2 separate regions of the Mus musculus genome follow, and region 2 is linked to region 1. The links are chromatin contacts, called in public Hi-C maps. All regions are on one chromosome and are shown on one strand. The core of a region is the stretch at or near the end of the contact, and the rest is flanking DNA. Distances in the headings are between cores, read along the strand shown.

Region 1 (7,591 bases), core at 1,811-4,310:
TCACTTGTCTGATATGTAGATATTTCATAGTTATCTGCCTTCCCCTTTTTCATCAAACATAAGCTCCACAAGAACAGAAGGCTTAGTCTATTAGGTTCACAGTTTCTATCTTCAGATCTAGCATATAGCAAAGTTAATCAGGTTTTAAAAGGATAGATAAATACTGAAAGAAAAGTTTGCCAGAAAATCCAGTTTTCATGTCTGGCTTGGTTGAATAATGAGGTTAGCTTTAAATTTCCCAGTAAGAAAGAGACAAAAATGTAACGTTTGTATTTGTCTTGTAAGCTTTACTTTTGTGAACAAAAAATCATATGAATATATTTGAAAAATGTAAATGTGAGAAGTAATTTGTTTGGGATTCAACTTTGATTAAGTCTCTAGCTTTGACCATGACTGTCAGAAATCCAGCTTTTAATTTGTCTTCTCCTAACCAGAGCTGAGCACTTTGAATCTTATTGCTTTAATCCCATAGTTATTCCAGAGATTTGGATTGTCACATTGGAAGGGAGGTGGTTTGGGGTCATGTGTCAGGTCCTTGTTATGCTTCAGTTACAGGAGAAGTAACAGTGGTTATGTATTGAGAGAGAGAAAGAAAAATAATTCTGTCTCCTCTGGCACCTATTTCTCAGCAGCACAGAGCAATCTTTCTGAATATAGCACTTCCTTGAGGACACAGTGGAGGTGTTTATCTCACCTCTTATACTCTGCATGGTAGGCAGCCTTTGTAAGATTTATCGGGGACCCAAGAAACTATGTAAGAGATGAGGAATAAGCAGGCTCTACAGTGATGCTGTCTCAATAGCTGGGAAGGACAAAGCTTGGGCTTTGCAGTTTTCTTCTTTAGACTCTGCATGGTAGGCAGCTTTTGTAAGATTTATCTGGGACCCAAGAAATAATCTAAGTGATAATGAATGAGCAGGCTCTCCAGTGATGCTGCCTCTATATCTCTCCATAGCTTGGACAGACAAAGCATGGGCTTTGCAGTTTACTTCTTGGAAACTATATGGTTTATATTATAGTTCATCAAGTCTCTTCTTCTCAAATGATGGAAGTTCCTGAAATATATAAATATTTAATATAAATTATTTAAGTAAAGATATATATGTATGTGTATATACATATATATTTTGGATGGATATAAATATATATGTGTGTGTATACATATGTTATATCTATATCTATATCTATATCTATATCTATATCTATATCTATATCTATACCTATACCTATACCTATACCTATACCTATACCTATACCTATATCTATCTATCTATCTATCTATCTATCTATATATATATATATATATATCTACATCTATAGATATCCAAGGCATCTCAGTTAGTCAACGGGGACTCAAGGGAGGGAGGGAGGATTGAAAAGAAAAAGATAATTAGACAAAACTATAACCTGACTCCAGCCAGTGCTGAGGCTGAACCAGCTTTATTTTTCCCCAGCCTGCTTTTTTTTCCATTTTTAATTAGGTATTTAGCTCATTTACATTTCCAATGCTATACCAAAAGTCCCCCATAGCCATCCACCCCCACTCCCCTACCCACCCACTCCCCCTTTTTGGCCCTGGCGTTCCCCTGTACTGGGGCATATAAAGTTTGCGTGTCCAATGGGCCTCTCTTTCCAGTGATGGCCGACTAGGCCATCTTTTGATACATATGCAGCTAGAGTCAAGAGCTCCGGGGTACTGGTTAGTTCATAATGTTGCTCCACCTATAGGGTTGCAGATCCCTTTAGCTCCTTGGCTACTTTCTCTAGCTCCTCCATTGGGAGCCCTGTGATCCATCCATGTGAGCATCCACTTCCCAGCCTGCTTTTATATCACTCTAGGTACAGCCAAAGAACATGGCCAGTTCTTAGATCAAAGACAAAGTCATCAAGCATAGTAGTAAACAAAGAGATCACACAAGAAAGTAATCAAGCAGCACCAAAAGTTTTCAACATAGATAGATAGATAGATAGATAGATAGATAGATAGATAGATTTTTTCAACACACACACACACACACACACACACACACACACACACACACACACACACACACATAAAACAGTTCCAGAGTTATTCAACCAATTGGAGACAGAATTATGGTGTCTTCACAGACCTTAGTGCATTCCAAAGCAGGCAAGTGTCAGGCCAGGAGAAAGTAGGAGAAGAAAAAGAGATATTCATCAAAGAGCAAGAGCTGAAGAAACAAGCAAGCCCTAAGCTGATGATGGTAGCAAACAAAAAGATATGTTTCATTTCAAGGCCGCTGGAATCTTCTCTGGAAGGAACATAGTTAATCAAAGAATGAATAACTGGATTGCAGAAGTATGTAAACTGCAGGATATCATAGGCTACACTTGATTTTAGCAGAAAGGTAAAGTAATTCAAGGAAAGAATATAAAAGAAGAAAGTACAAGTGATCGGGATTGTTTGCAAAGATGGAAGTTATAAAAGAATAATTAGACCCAAGAAAGAAGTTCACTTTCCTACCTTGTGATTGAGATTATTAAACATGGGCTTTTCCTTTAGATTTTAAACCATTTTCCTCCACCACCCCCTTTTCCCTGTGCCTGTTCCAAGCCATCTCTATTTACAGGCAATGTTATCAGGAGTCTCTCTGTACCTATAATCCACATTCATGAACACCAGTGGGAATAGAAAGCCGGTGATCATCAGGAGGAAAGTTTGCAGTAAGGAAGGGCTAGGTAAATGAGAGTGATTATCAAGGAGAAATAGTAGTGAGCAGAGTACTTCCCCTCTTGGTGTGATAATGAACACATATGCGATTAAATAAAGACAGGATGGTCAGAAGTTAATGATTTAATACAAAAATGCCCCCAAGGAAAACCCATAACACATAGAATAATACTAATTACAGTTTGAATATGAGATGTCTTCAACAGGGTCGTGTTTGAGGGCTTGGTCCCCAGCTGGTGATGCTGTTTGGGAAGGCTCTGGAACTTAATAGGAAGTGGAATCTTGCTAGAAAAAGTGGATCACTACAGGAGTGGCAGTGGGGGTGAGTTTGTCACTAGACTTCCTCAGTAAGTTCTCCTTTTTGGATTGCACATGCATCTTGTTTCTGCATTTATGCCTTTCCGACCATAGTGAACTGTCCCTGAAGACTGCTAGGATACATAAATCTCTTGTCCTATAAATCACTTGGACGGGGCACTCTGTCCCAGCAACACTAAGCAACTCAGACAACACCTAGAAGATGACCTTCCAGAGAGTTGTATTGTACACTGAATATTGAAGGCCCAATATTATCTTGGGAGTTTCATATAAAAGGGTCTCTGCTTTTCAGTGGGAGTCATGGCAGCTAAAGAGTTGACCGCAAATGAAAGTGCAATGTTTACATGTACATAAAGCAGATGATAAAGGGGTTGTCTGTAGGGAATTGGGAGATGTGAGTAAAAGTGGTAGGATCAACAGGGGACAAAGAGGTGTCACAGATATAACAGTCTCTCTGGCTTTTCCACAACAGAAATATGTGCATGTGTGCTCCCTTGGAAAGATGAAAAATGGATAGTGAAGCCATCTCCTATGTAGGGGATTTGAGACTTTTTTTTGTTTTTTCAAGACAGGGTTTCTATGTGTAGCCCTGGGCTATCCTGGAACTCACTTTGTAGACCAGGCTGGCCTCGAACTCAGAAATCTGCCTGCCTCTGTCTCCCGAGTGCTGGGATTAAAGGCGTGTGCCACCACGCCCGGCTGGAGATTTGAACTTTCCATTTTGTTGGTCACCTCAGCTTTTGTGCAGGGCTTCAAGCAGGTATATTTTCCTTTGACAAACAAAACAAAACAAAACAAAACATGTGACTCTTTTTGATTTTATTTATTTAGGATCTATTTTAATATTTTCATAATGTATATTCATTGTATATGGTAATCTATTATACAATGTCATTTTCATAAAAGCATATGTATGTTGAGAATAATCTCTCCCATGGCCCCTAGTCCTCTTTTCAACACTCCTCTCTATTAGTTTCCATATGTACCCTAGACAGTTCTGCTTTCATATAAAACATTCATACATGATTTCATGTGCCCATATAAAATCTATAGAGATATCTATATACAAGTAATAGAAAACATACAGTATTTAACTTGCTTAGTTTACCTAATTATTGAATCTGTTTTCCTGTAAACAATATAACTTATTATTTCTCCTTCCAGCAGAAACACCACCCTTTCTTTGTGCAGTCATCTGTTTTTAAGCATGTATGTTGATTATATGACTTAGCTATTGTGGATAGTGCTTCTGTTAACAATAATATTCATGTCTCTGTGATCATTTAACTTGGAGTTCTTTGGATAAGCACTCAGAAGTGTTATTCATACATGGAACATGTATTAGAAAACAAACTACCTGATGTATGTTCTATGGTCATGAGGAGTCAATTACAAGAGAACATTGCATCTCCAGAAAATCCCTTTGTGAATAACATACAATTTTATGAGTCTTGCAAATTGCTGACCATAACCAACCAAGTCTATATTTCATAGTTCCATCCTTTCTTTAGTAGCCTTGCACCTCTCAGATTTAACGTCTAAAATTATTTAACACATAGATATTCCAATCTTCTTGAAGACCCACTTGTGTCTGTCTTTCTTTCTTTCTTTCTTTCTTTCTTTCTTTCTTTCTTTCTTTCTTTCTTTCTTTCTTTCTTTCTTTCTTTCTTCCTTCCTTCCTTCCTTCCTTCCTTCCTTCCTTTCTTTCTTTCTTTCTTTCTTTTTTTTTTGAGACAGGGTTTCTCTGTATAGCCCTGGCTGTCCTGAAACTCACTCTGTAGACAAGGCTGGCCTCAAACTCAGAAATCCGCCTGCCTCTGCCTCCAGAGTGCTGGGATTAAAGGTATGTGCACCACCTCTAGATTTATATAAATGTAGCAAGAACTCATCTTTTATTCTGGATCATATCTGACAAGCTTCTAATACTGAATTATTCCTCAGGAGATATCTGATTATCCTACCCTGTATTAGTGACAATAGAGTTAGTTCGGGCTAGCCAGAATTCTGCTTCGCCCTGATGTTTTCATTACTACTTTTTGGATACAGATACTTAGCTTCTTGTCTATGAACTTTCACTTGCCCATATCTATTCAGAGTTGATGCCAGAATCACTGTAAAACCCATCATGATCCTCATGTATATGCACACACACACACACACACACACACACACACACACACACACATCATAACAATCCTAAAAGATAACATGAACTTTGTCATGTTGTCTTTATATCAACTTTAATGGTATTTTTTCCTACAAGTACTAACAAACAAACAAAAAATACCCTCAAATGTAAACAAGTTGGATGACATCTACTGACAAAGTTTCAGCATAGCAAATGGAATGATCCAAAAATGGAAAAGGCAGTCTAGTGAGTGGTAGGACATATTTATGAAAACACATACACAGCAGAATATTATCTAGAAGATGAGATCCTGTCATTTTCAACAGTACAAATAAACATAGATGACATTTTTCTAACTAAAAAAACCCATACACAAAAAGAAAAATATTCATTTATGCAAACAAAAAAGTGGTTGAATATGTAGAGAGAGTAAACAATGAAAGTAAGCAGATGGGTAATAAAAATAGAGGGACTTAGGCCAATGAGTAAAAAGATGCTGTTTTGTAGAATGAGAACTAGTGATTTAATATTAAATGTGTTGACAATATTGTTGGGTATCCTGGATAGTTGATAAGATGAGAAAGAATACTTTAGGTACTTTTACCACTGAAAAATGATCGTGTTAGGCGATATGTGTGATAACACACATGACTATAGTAAACACTTCACATCTATCTATCTATCTATCTATCTATCTATCTATCTACCTATCTATCTATCTATCTATCTATCTATCTGTCTGTCTATCTACCTATCTCTCAAAGCATCATGTATGCCTATGCCCTAATCAATTGAAAATATTTATCATCATATCCTCTAACTTTCACATCCTTTTTTAAAAATATTTTTTATTACGTATTTTCCTCAATTACATTTCCAATGCTATCCCAAAAGTCCCCCATACCCTCCCCCCCCCAAATTCCCTACCCACCCATTCCCATTTTTTTGGCCCTGGCATTCCCCTGTATTGGGGCATATAAAGTTTGTGTGTCCAATGGGCCTCTCTTTCCAGTGATGGCTGACTAGGCCATCTTTTGATACATATGCAGCTAGAGTCCAGAGCCCCTGGGTACTGGTTAGTTCATAATATTGTTGTTCCACCTATAGGGTTGCAGATCCCTTTAGCTCCTTGGGTACTTTCTCTAGCTCCTCCATTGGGAGCCCTGTGATCCATCCAATAGCTGACTGTGAGCATCCACTTATGTGTTTGCTAGGCCCCGGCATAGTCTCACATGAGACAGCTATATCTGGGTCCTTTCAGCAAAATCTTGCTAGTGTATGCAATGGTGTCAGTGTTTGGAAGCTGATTATGGGATGAATCCCTGGATATGGCAGTCTCTAGATGGTCCATCCTTTCGGCACAGCTCCAAACTTTGTCTCTGTAACTCCTTCCATGGGTGTTTTGTTCCCAATTCTTTTTTTTTTTTTTCTTGTGAGTTTTTTTGTTTGTTTGTTTGATTTTTTTATTAGGTATTTTCCTCATTTACATTTTCAATGCTATCCCAAAGGTCCCCCAAACCCACCCCCCCAATCCCCTACCCACCCATTCCCCCTTTTTGGCCCTGGCGTTCCCCTGTACTGGGGCATATAAAGTTTGCAAGTCCAATGGGCCTCTCTTTGCAGTGATGGCCGACTAGGCCATCTTTTGATACATATGCAGCTAGAGACAAGAACTCCGGGGTACTGGTTAGTTCATAATGTTGTTGCACCTACAGGGTTGCAGATCTCTTTAACTCCTTGGGTAATTTCTCTAGCTCCTCCATTGGGGGCCATGTGACCCATCCAATAGCTGACTGTGATCATCCACTTCTGTGTTTGCTAGGCCCCGGCATAGTCTCTTTCACATCCTTTTTATCTTCGGCAATATTTGATGTATTATTTGTCAAGTTATTGTCCTGGTCACCTTCTGAGGCAGCCACCACAGTGTGATCCAGTAACTCTCTCACCCATCCCATTCACATTATTAAGTCGACCTCCCTATTTCTTAGGTCATATTTTCTTCATTCCTCACCACTATCTATTTGGGATTTCTTTTGCACATCCCTGTAGCACTCCAAGAACCATGTGGGAGGTTGAATCTCTGCTTAGGTCAGCCTCAGCTTTGTTCATAAAGCGTAGAGCAATGTTTCACAGCTCAAGTTCATCGATAGCCTTTAGCAAACATGCAGCTATTGTGTGACTGACACGAGATTCTTAATGCCTTCTGGAGGTTTCATTATTTTCTTTGTCACATCAACTAGTCATAGACCAAGGTGCCCAGCTCCCCTCTCTATGCTGGGATCTGGTCCTGACTTGGACTCATGCAGGCTTTGTAGATGCTATCTCCACTGCTTTGACTATATGTGTGGGATTGACTTTGTGTGTCCAGAATCTAATATTTTCTTGTAACCATTCACCAGATTACTTAAATACAAAATAAAGAAAACCTCTAAAGACAATCAGTGAGTTTG
Region 2 (7,591 bases), core at 2,435-4,934, 220 kb before region 1:
CATGACTTACTTGCCTCCCAAAGGCTCTATTTCCTGAACATGACCTTGAGAATTAAGATTTCAATATATGGACTTTGGGGACACACATTCTGACCAAAGTATATATGGCATTTGTCACGGTTTTCTTTCTTATTCCTTCATGCTGCTTCGTTTTCCCACTACTTGAAGAGCTACCCTTGTCCTTCTCATTTTTCATCCTTCAAGTCCCCTCTGATTAAAATAACTTATAATTTTATTTTCTACTGGGTAAAAAAATCTACAGAGTATATATTTAAAACATAGCAGAGGAGAAGACCTCAGAGAGTGATGGAGCAGAATATCTCACATGCACCTTTGGTCCCCACACAAACACAGGGGTGCACACCTACTCATGTGCACACACAGACACACACACAGACACACATTACACACTATTCCCATGTATGTATATACAAAATAAATACCAGGTGTGGCTCTATGTACTGGCTGGTTTTGTGTGTTATCTTGGCACAAGTTGGGGTTATCACAGAGAAAGGAGCCTCCAAAGGAGCCTCCCTTGAAGAAATGCCTCCATGATATCCAGCTGAAAGGTATTTCCTCAATTAGTGATCATGGTTGGGAAGGCCCATTGTGGATGGTAGCCTTGGGTTCTATAAGAAATCAAGCTGAGCAAGCCAGGGGAAGCAAGCCAGTAGGTAACATCCCTCCATGGCCTCTGTATCAGCTCCTGCTTCCTGACCTGCTTGAGTTCCAGTCCTGACTTCCTTTGGTGATAAACAGCAACATGGAAGTGTAAGCTGAAAAAAACCCTTTCCTCTCCGTCTTGCTTCTTGGTCATGTTGCTTGTGCAAGATTAGAAACCCTGACTAAGACACCCCATGTTCTATGTGCCCATAACATCACATCATCCTGCAACTATAACACTCACTGAATGTTGGTAATAACTCAGCAGTATGTGACTTCCTGATACAACAGGATGGCTTGCTTCAGTAGGACAGGGGTTAACAGTGCAGACTCAGTCATGACTATCACTCTAAAGGCTAAAGCTACTCTTGACAAGAAGGTAGGATCCTGGTAGAGCTGAATGCCAGATACCAAAGTATTCATAAAACACAATGGGGAAGTAACTAAAGTGGCTCTCCGATGAGGCAGTGATGGAAAGGTCTTCGGCTAATCCCAGATTGTGTAGCAGGGAGAGGTTGTCAGTGCCTTTGATTCTTCATTCACACTGCTTATATCCTGGTTGACTTGATGTGCCCCTGGGGAGATCAAGAGACCAAGCCTAAAAATATTGCTTTAGAAAACATGGCTCAAGGGCATATGAATGCTCTGGGTTTTGATGGAATAATAATCACCTGAAAGACGTTGTGTGAAAAAATAGATGGAGGAACCTTATCTGAAACCTGGGGAGGTGAGATAGTGCAGTGGCGTGTGCATGCGTGCATGTGTGTATGTGTGTGTGTGTGTGTGTGTGTGTGTGTGTGTGTGTGTGTGTGTGCATGCATGTTTGATAAGTCTCATGAAGGTCTAGGGGAGGGGTAGAGGGAACATTAGAGAGAAGCAGAAGGGGAGCTCCCAGAGGTGGGGCTTTCTAACATAGGTCTTGGAGGATGCAGTAAACCCGGAGGGTTTAATTAACTAGTGACTGAGTTGCTGTCAGGTTTTAGGCAGACATGGGGTATGTTAGAAGATCCATTGTGAATACTTGAGGCAATGGCTATTGAAAGGGGATGTGTCTATTGAGATATGGTGAATTTCTGGACGATGTCAAAAGATAGACAGTCATGTATGCTGATGTAGTGGGGATGGGAGGGAAAACAGGAAGCCCAGGGAGGGTTGAAACTCTGTCTTGAATGGCTAGAGGGACAGTTTCCATTTACAGAAACAATGAAGACTACGGAGAAGGCCAGGCCTTGGTGGTGAAGATCTGGAAAGTAGTTTTGAATATGTATTTCTGTGTTATCTGTACATGTCTAATGTCAAAATGAATAATATCCTGGTCTACACATTCTTCTGTAGCCTGATCTTAACACACAACAGAGCAGATTTTTTTTTCTGGTTCTGCTACATGCATACTGGGAATATTGATGAGCCTTAGCCTAGCTTGTATCCTGTGTCTACATTTCTTCATCAGAAAACAAAATTGCAATACCATGATAATCACATTTTCTGCTATCCCATTACACTTCTAGGGAATCAATGCGTGTAAAAGGATATTATTACTAATTCATGAAAATGTTGAATTTGACCCAAGGTTTGTAGAAAGAATAATTTGCACTTGTGGGAGTAAGCTTTGGTTATCAGTGGCTGAGAGGGGACTGCGTGGATAAGAGAATCACTGAGCAAATGAGTCTGCTTATCTCCTGGTTCCTCTTGTTCATCTCACATCACCGTATCTATTCACTATGACAGCAATATTTTCTAATTAGAAGATTCAGCATTCTCAGGAAGAAACTCTTGAGTGGCTAAGGTATCTGTGGAAATTCTCTCATTGGATCTGGGAGAAGAGAAGGCACTGATTTAAGCTGACAGTGATCTCCTCTGAGCCCAGTTATAAGTCAAGTATTGCTGAAGATGAGTAAAAACCACTAAAGCAATTACCAAGCATAGATTTTCGATAACTCATAAAGCAACAATAACAATGATATAGCTACCTCAGAAGTACTTTCCAGTCATGGCAAGATACAGCCCCATGGACAACCTTGTGTCTCAAGTAGTAAACATCTTTACCGATTTATTGTTAAAATTGGAAAATGTGAGATATTTCAAACTTAAAGAAAGCAAAAGTTTGCATTCCAGACTGTTCTCTGTTTTAAACATGTGTTGATATTTGATATTTCATTTTACTTGTGTGAGATATATATATGATGTATACCCATGTGTGTGCATAGCCTCTGGACATATGGAGGCCAGGAGAGGGTGTGTTGAGTGTCCAGATCTACCCCTCTATCACTCCTTGAAGGTAGGGTCTCTTGATGAATCTGGAACAAGGCTGGTGGCCAGCAAGCTGAACAATCCTCCTGTCTCTGCTTCCCATACCCCTCAATACTGGGGATATGGGTACAGCTACATTGACCTGTTAAATGGGTGGTGGGGATTTGAACTCAGGTTCCCAAGCTTGCACAGCAAACACTCTGACCCAGTCTCCCTTCCATCCACATTTTATCTTTTAGTCAGCTCAGCTGTTTTAAAGAATGGCAAGAGGCTGGTTTGTTCAGGTTTAATTTTTCACTGTCCTGGAGACCAAAGTCATTGGTCACAAATTTGACATGGCAAATGCTGGTGGTGTGGGGCTTGTGGGAAGGGTTTCTTCTGCATGGCAGACAGCTATCATTACATGGAAGAAAGTATGGAGGGGGAGGCAGGGAAGCTCTCATTCACCAACATTCCACACTCATTATCTAATTACCTCCCAGGGGTCAGATACAATTGCAGCCATGTTGGGATATGTGAACATTCAGTCCATAACACTGCTGTTTTGGCTTATTGTTTCTTAATAGGCTTATTGAATTTTATTTATATAACATTAAATTCACTCAGCTTGAATATACAATTCAATTATATTTAGTAACCTTGCCAAATGCAGCCATCACTGTAAATCAATTTCAAGACATTTTTTTTATCCGTACGACAAGATCACATGTGTCTATATTAATCCATGTTTCCAACCACAGCTCCAAGCAACCAGCACTTTATTTTTGGTTCTGTATTTTGCTTATTCTTGAGTTTCTTTTACAGAATTACGTAATATGAGGCTTTTTGTATCTGGCTTATTTCACTTAATGTCATGAAAATGAACCTCATCTGGTGCTGTGGCATGCATCATTATTGCATTTTAAAGTTGTTTTCTTATTAATTTATTTCTTATGTGTGTATACACATGCATGTCTCGATGTGTATGGATGTGGAGTTTGGAAGACTGGTTGCAGGAAGGAGACAGCTTTTGTTCTTCCATCATGCGGGTTCTGGGGACTTGTCAGGTCTGGTGTCATCTGTTTTTACTCAATGAGCCATCTCAATTCCTTATTGCTAAATCCTATTCACTTTAGTGAATACATTACACTTCAGTGATCTATCCCACAATTAATAGACACATAGCTTACTTGAAACTTTTTCTATTTGAACAAGACTGCAGTGAATATTCACATGCTATTCAACATTTTCCTTGCCCTTGAATAGAGAACTAAGAGTAGATCAGTGGCTCCTCTCAGGTCCGTGTCTAACATTCTAGAAACTGCTGGAATGTTTTCCAAAGTGTTTGCACAACGTCCTTATCACTGGTGATGTGCTATTACCCATGTTTCTACGTCTTCAGAATTCAGCTTTAATCCTTTTCCTGTATTATACTTACTCTCTGTGGGAATGTATTTTGCTGTGGTTTTGTTCATATCCCTATATTAGCACCTGCAATGTATAAATTAGCCATTTCATAACTGATGACACTTCTATGCATAATTTTCCCATCCTTTGATTGTTTTGTGTTATAGGATATATGTCGTTTTTGAAAATTATGGGTATGAGTCCTTTCTTGAGTATGAATTTTGCAAATATTTTCTACCAGTCAATTGTTTTATATGCTTATTTACTTACAACAGTCATTTGAAATTAAAATATTTGTCAGGTAGGCATATTTATTTTTAGTCCCAGCACTTGGGAGACAGATGCAGGGAGATCTCTTTGAGTCCTAGACCAGTCTTGTCTGTATAGTGAGTTTCAGGATAGCCAAGGCGACATAGTGAGAACTTGTCTCAAAGCTATATATATATATATATATATATATATATATATATATATGTATATGTATATGTATATGTATATATGTATATATGCGTATGCGTATGCGTATGCGTATGCGTATGCGTATGCGTATGCGTATGCGTATGCGTATGCGTATGCGTATGCGTATATGTATATGTATATGTATATGTATATGTATACACACACACACACACATACATACATACACACACACACACACACACACACACACACGTGTGTCTATACCTCACAGTTTAGGGATAATGGGCATGCACTGTCACACCTGGGTTTTTACCTGGGTGCTAGGAATCTGAACTCAGGTACTCATGCTTAAGCAACAAGTATTTTAACCACTGAGCTATCTCTGTAGAACTGTCCTATGCTGCTTTTAGAAGTTGATCTCATTCAAGCTTCTGAATCATTTTGAGTCATATTTGGATATGAGTGTGAAAAGTCTAAGCTCATTTTTATCCATAAGATATCTAATTATCCCGGATTACCTATTACTCAGTGACTGTAAATGGCAGTTTTTTTTTTTCCAAAACCAGTTGACTGTAAATATGAAGATTTATTTCCAGACTTGTCAGTCTCTCCCACCCACCCCCAGTCTCACACCATTGACATAACTAGCTTTACAGTAAGTTCTGACAGAGATGAGAGTTGTCCAACTTTGTTCTTTTTCGAAATTGTGTCCGTGATTCTGGGCGTTGTGTTAATGAGCAGATTTCTTTTTTCTGTTTTCAAGACTTTGTCTCCTGTCATCTTGGCTGCAGGAGCTGATGCAGGGGCTATGGAAGGATGTTACTTACTGGATGTGTGTGGATGTGGCTCTCTTTGAATTTACCTTGTTTAGAATTAGTCAAACTTCTCAAATGTGATGCTAAAGGTTTTTCGTCGGGTTTTAGGCATGCCTATCATTGTTTCAAGGTTCTTTTGCCCCTCTCTTTTGCCTCTCTTTCGGGAATATCAGTTATGCTTATCTTGATATGTTCATGCTCGTCCTCAGACTTCTCAGCCTCCTTTCCCATTTCTCCATTCTCTTTTTCCTTCTTGTTCAAACTGCAGAGTCCCAGTCCACTACTCACGGGCTCCCCTGACTGCTTTCGGCAATTTCAGTGAGGTAAAAGGTCTGTTCAAACTGAGGGATTTGCATTAGCTCAAGTAAAGACAAATCTTGTGAGTCAGGATATACAGGGACCTGCCAAGCATGTCCAATAACAAGGAACACCTGTGAATGGAGCCTTTAGGAAGAATAGCCCTGTCATCTGCTCTGGCTGAGGGGCTGTAACCTTTTCATGGTTTGTCTTAGTGAGAGTTTCTACTCCTGCACAAACATCATAACCAAGAAGCAAGTTGGAGAGAAAAGGATTTATTCAGCTTACACTTTCATGTTGCTGTTCATCACCAAAGGAAATCAGGACTGGAACTCAAGCAGGTCAGGAAGCAGGAGCTGATGCAGAGGCTATGGAAGGATGTTACTTACTGGCTTGCTTCCCCTAGCTTGCTCTCTTATAGAACCCAGGACTACCAGCCCAGGGATGGCAGCACTCACAATGGGCCCTCCTACCCTTGATCACTAGTTGAGAAAATGCTTTACAGCTGGATCTCATGGAGGCATTTCCTCAAGGGAGGCCCCCTTCTCTGTGATAATTCCAGCTTGTGCCAAGTTGACACACAAAACCAGCCAGTACATGGTTCTACATGATTGATTTTAAACATGACTACAGAGCTGCACAGAGGATGAGGTACAAAATTATGGTACAAAACCCTTATACTGAGGCACATTGTGTTTGAATAAATGCTCCTTAGCCTTTCATTCTCCATGAATTTAATTTGAATGGTCTTTAAATATTTGAGGGATCCCCTCCACCCCAACATACCCAGTGTTTTGGTTGCTTGATACAGAAATTGCTTTAGGAAGACCTTACTTGGCTATGTCTGCAGATGACTGTTAATGGGTGACTGGGTAATATTTCAATGAAGCAAAAGATGAAATTGAGAATGATTTGCATCTTAAAATGGAGAGTATTCTAATTTATAAATATGCTTTGCTCTATTATTTATTTAAATTTAGATATCTTTGGTCATGGTTTGTAAAGACTCTATGGAGGTTTTGCATATATAAAAATGCGTTTCTAAATACTTGATGTTTTAATGCCTTTGGAAAGAGTATTTTTTATTTCATTTCTATTCTAACATAAGATATATAGAAAAGCATTGGACTTTAGTATAGAGTCCTTGTGTCTGTCTCCTTCCCCAGGTCTATGAGTTCTAATAGTTAATTACTCGATGTTTTAGACTTTCTGAGTATTCAACATTGTAATGGAGCAATAACTATATGTTTATATTTATTGTTTTAATTCTTATTTTTCCTTGCTAGATTAGATTGGCTTGGAGCTTGACAGTGTTGAACGGAAGTAATTAAGGTGAGATTCCTTGCCATATTGTCAATCTAAGAGAAATCAATTTCAATGTTTTCCCATTAAATATTTTTGGACTTTAAAATACCACACCATTAAGATTAAGGAAGTTTATTCCCACCTGATTCATGTAATGTTGAAGACTTGTGCTGATATGAAATGTTATGAGTATTTTTTCTATATGCACTGGGATGCCAGTAATTCATTTTGTCTTTTTTATTATTATAGGGAATTACATTAATTGGTTTTCAAAAGCTGAATTCCTGGAACACATCTACCTTATACTTGATTTACGGGACTTTCACATAGTATTGATTTATTTGCTTAGGTTTCATATATCATTTTTTTTATATATTTTGATATGCCTTTGGCCTGAAAATTACCTGAATGCTTCCTACTTCTGAAAAAAAAAGTTTTCTCTGGAAGACCAGGAA

The links. Hi-C and Micro-C count contacts between places; a contact is called where the count stands out from the background.
Region 2: a Hi-C map of bone marrow-derived macrophages shows a contact between it and region 1, with 26 read pairs. The contact joins two enhancer-like sites. A contact is called at or near these places in 5 of 484 Hi-C or Micro-C datasets (bone marrow-derived dendritic cells, bone marrow-derived macrophages, cortical neurons and 2 more) and 2 of 115 datasets of contacts at active chromatin or transcription factors (differentiating embryonic stem cells and fibro-adipogenic progenitors).

The regions. Positions count from the first base shown.
Region 1 is chr15:67,763,275-67,770,865 of GRCm38.p6, reverse strand. No RefSeq gene overlaps it. Among named protein-coding and RNA genes, the nearest start is that of Zfat, 490 kb to the left of the region's middle. Within about 2 kb of position 3,060, at least 6 of the 459 cell types and tissues checked have an H3K27ac peak or open chromatin away from gene starts, as enhancers often do. A contact at or near this core is called in bone marrow-derived macrophages, where this site is marked.
Region 2 is chr15:67,985,899-67,993,489 of GRCm38.p6, reverse strand. No RefSeq gene overlaps it. Among named protein-coding and RNA genes, the nearest start is that of Zfat, 270 kb to the left of the region's middle. Within about 2 kb of position 3,684, at least 8 of the 459 cell types and tissues checked have an H3K27ac peak or open chromatin away from gene starts, as enhancers often do. A contact at or near this core is called in bone marrow-derived macrophages, where this site is marked.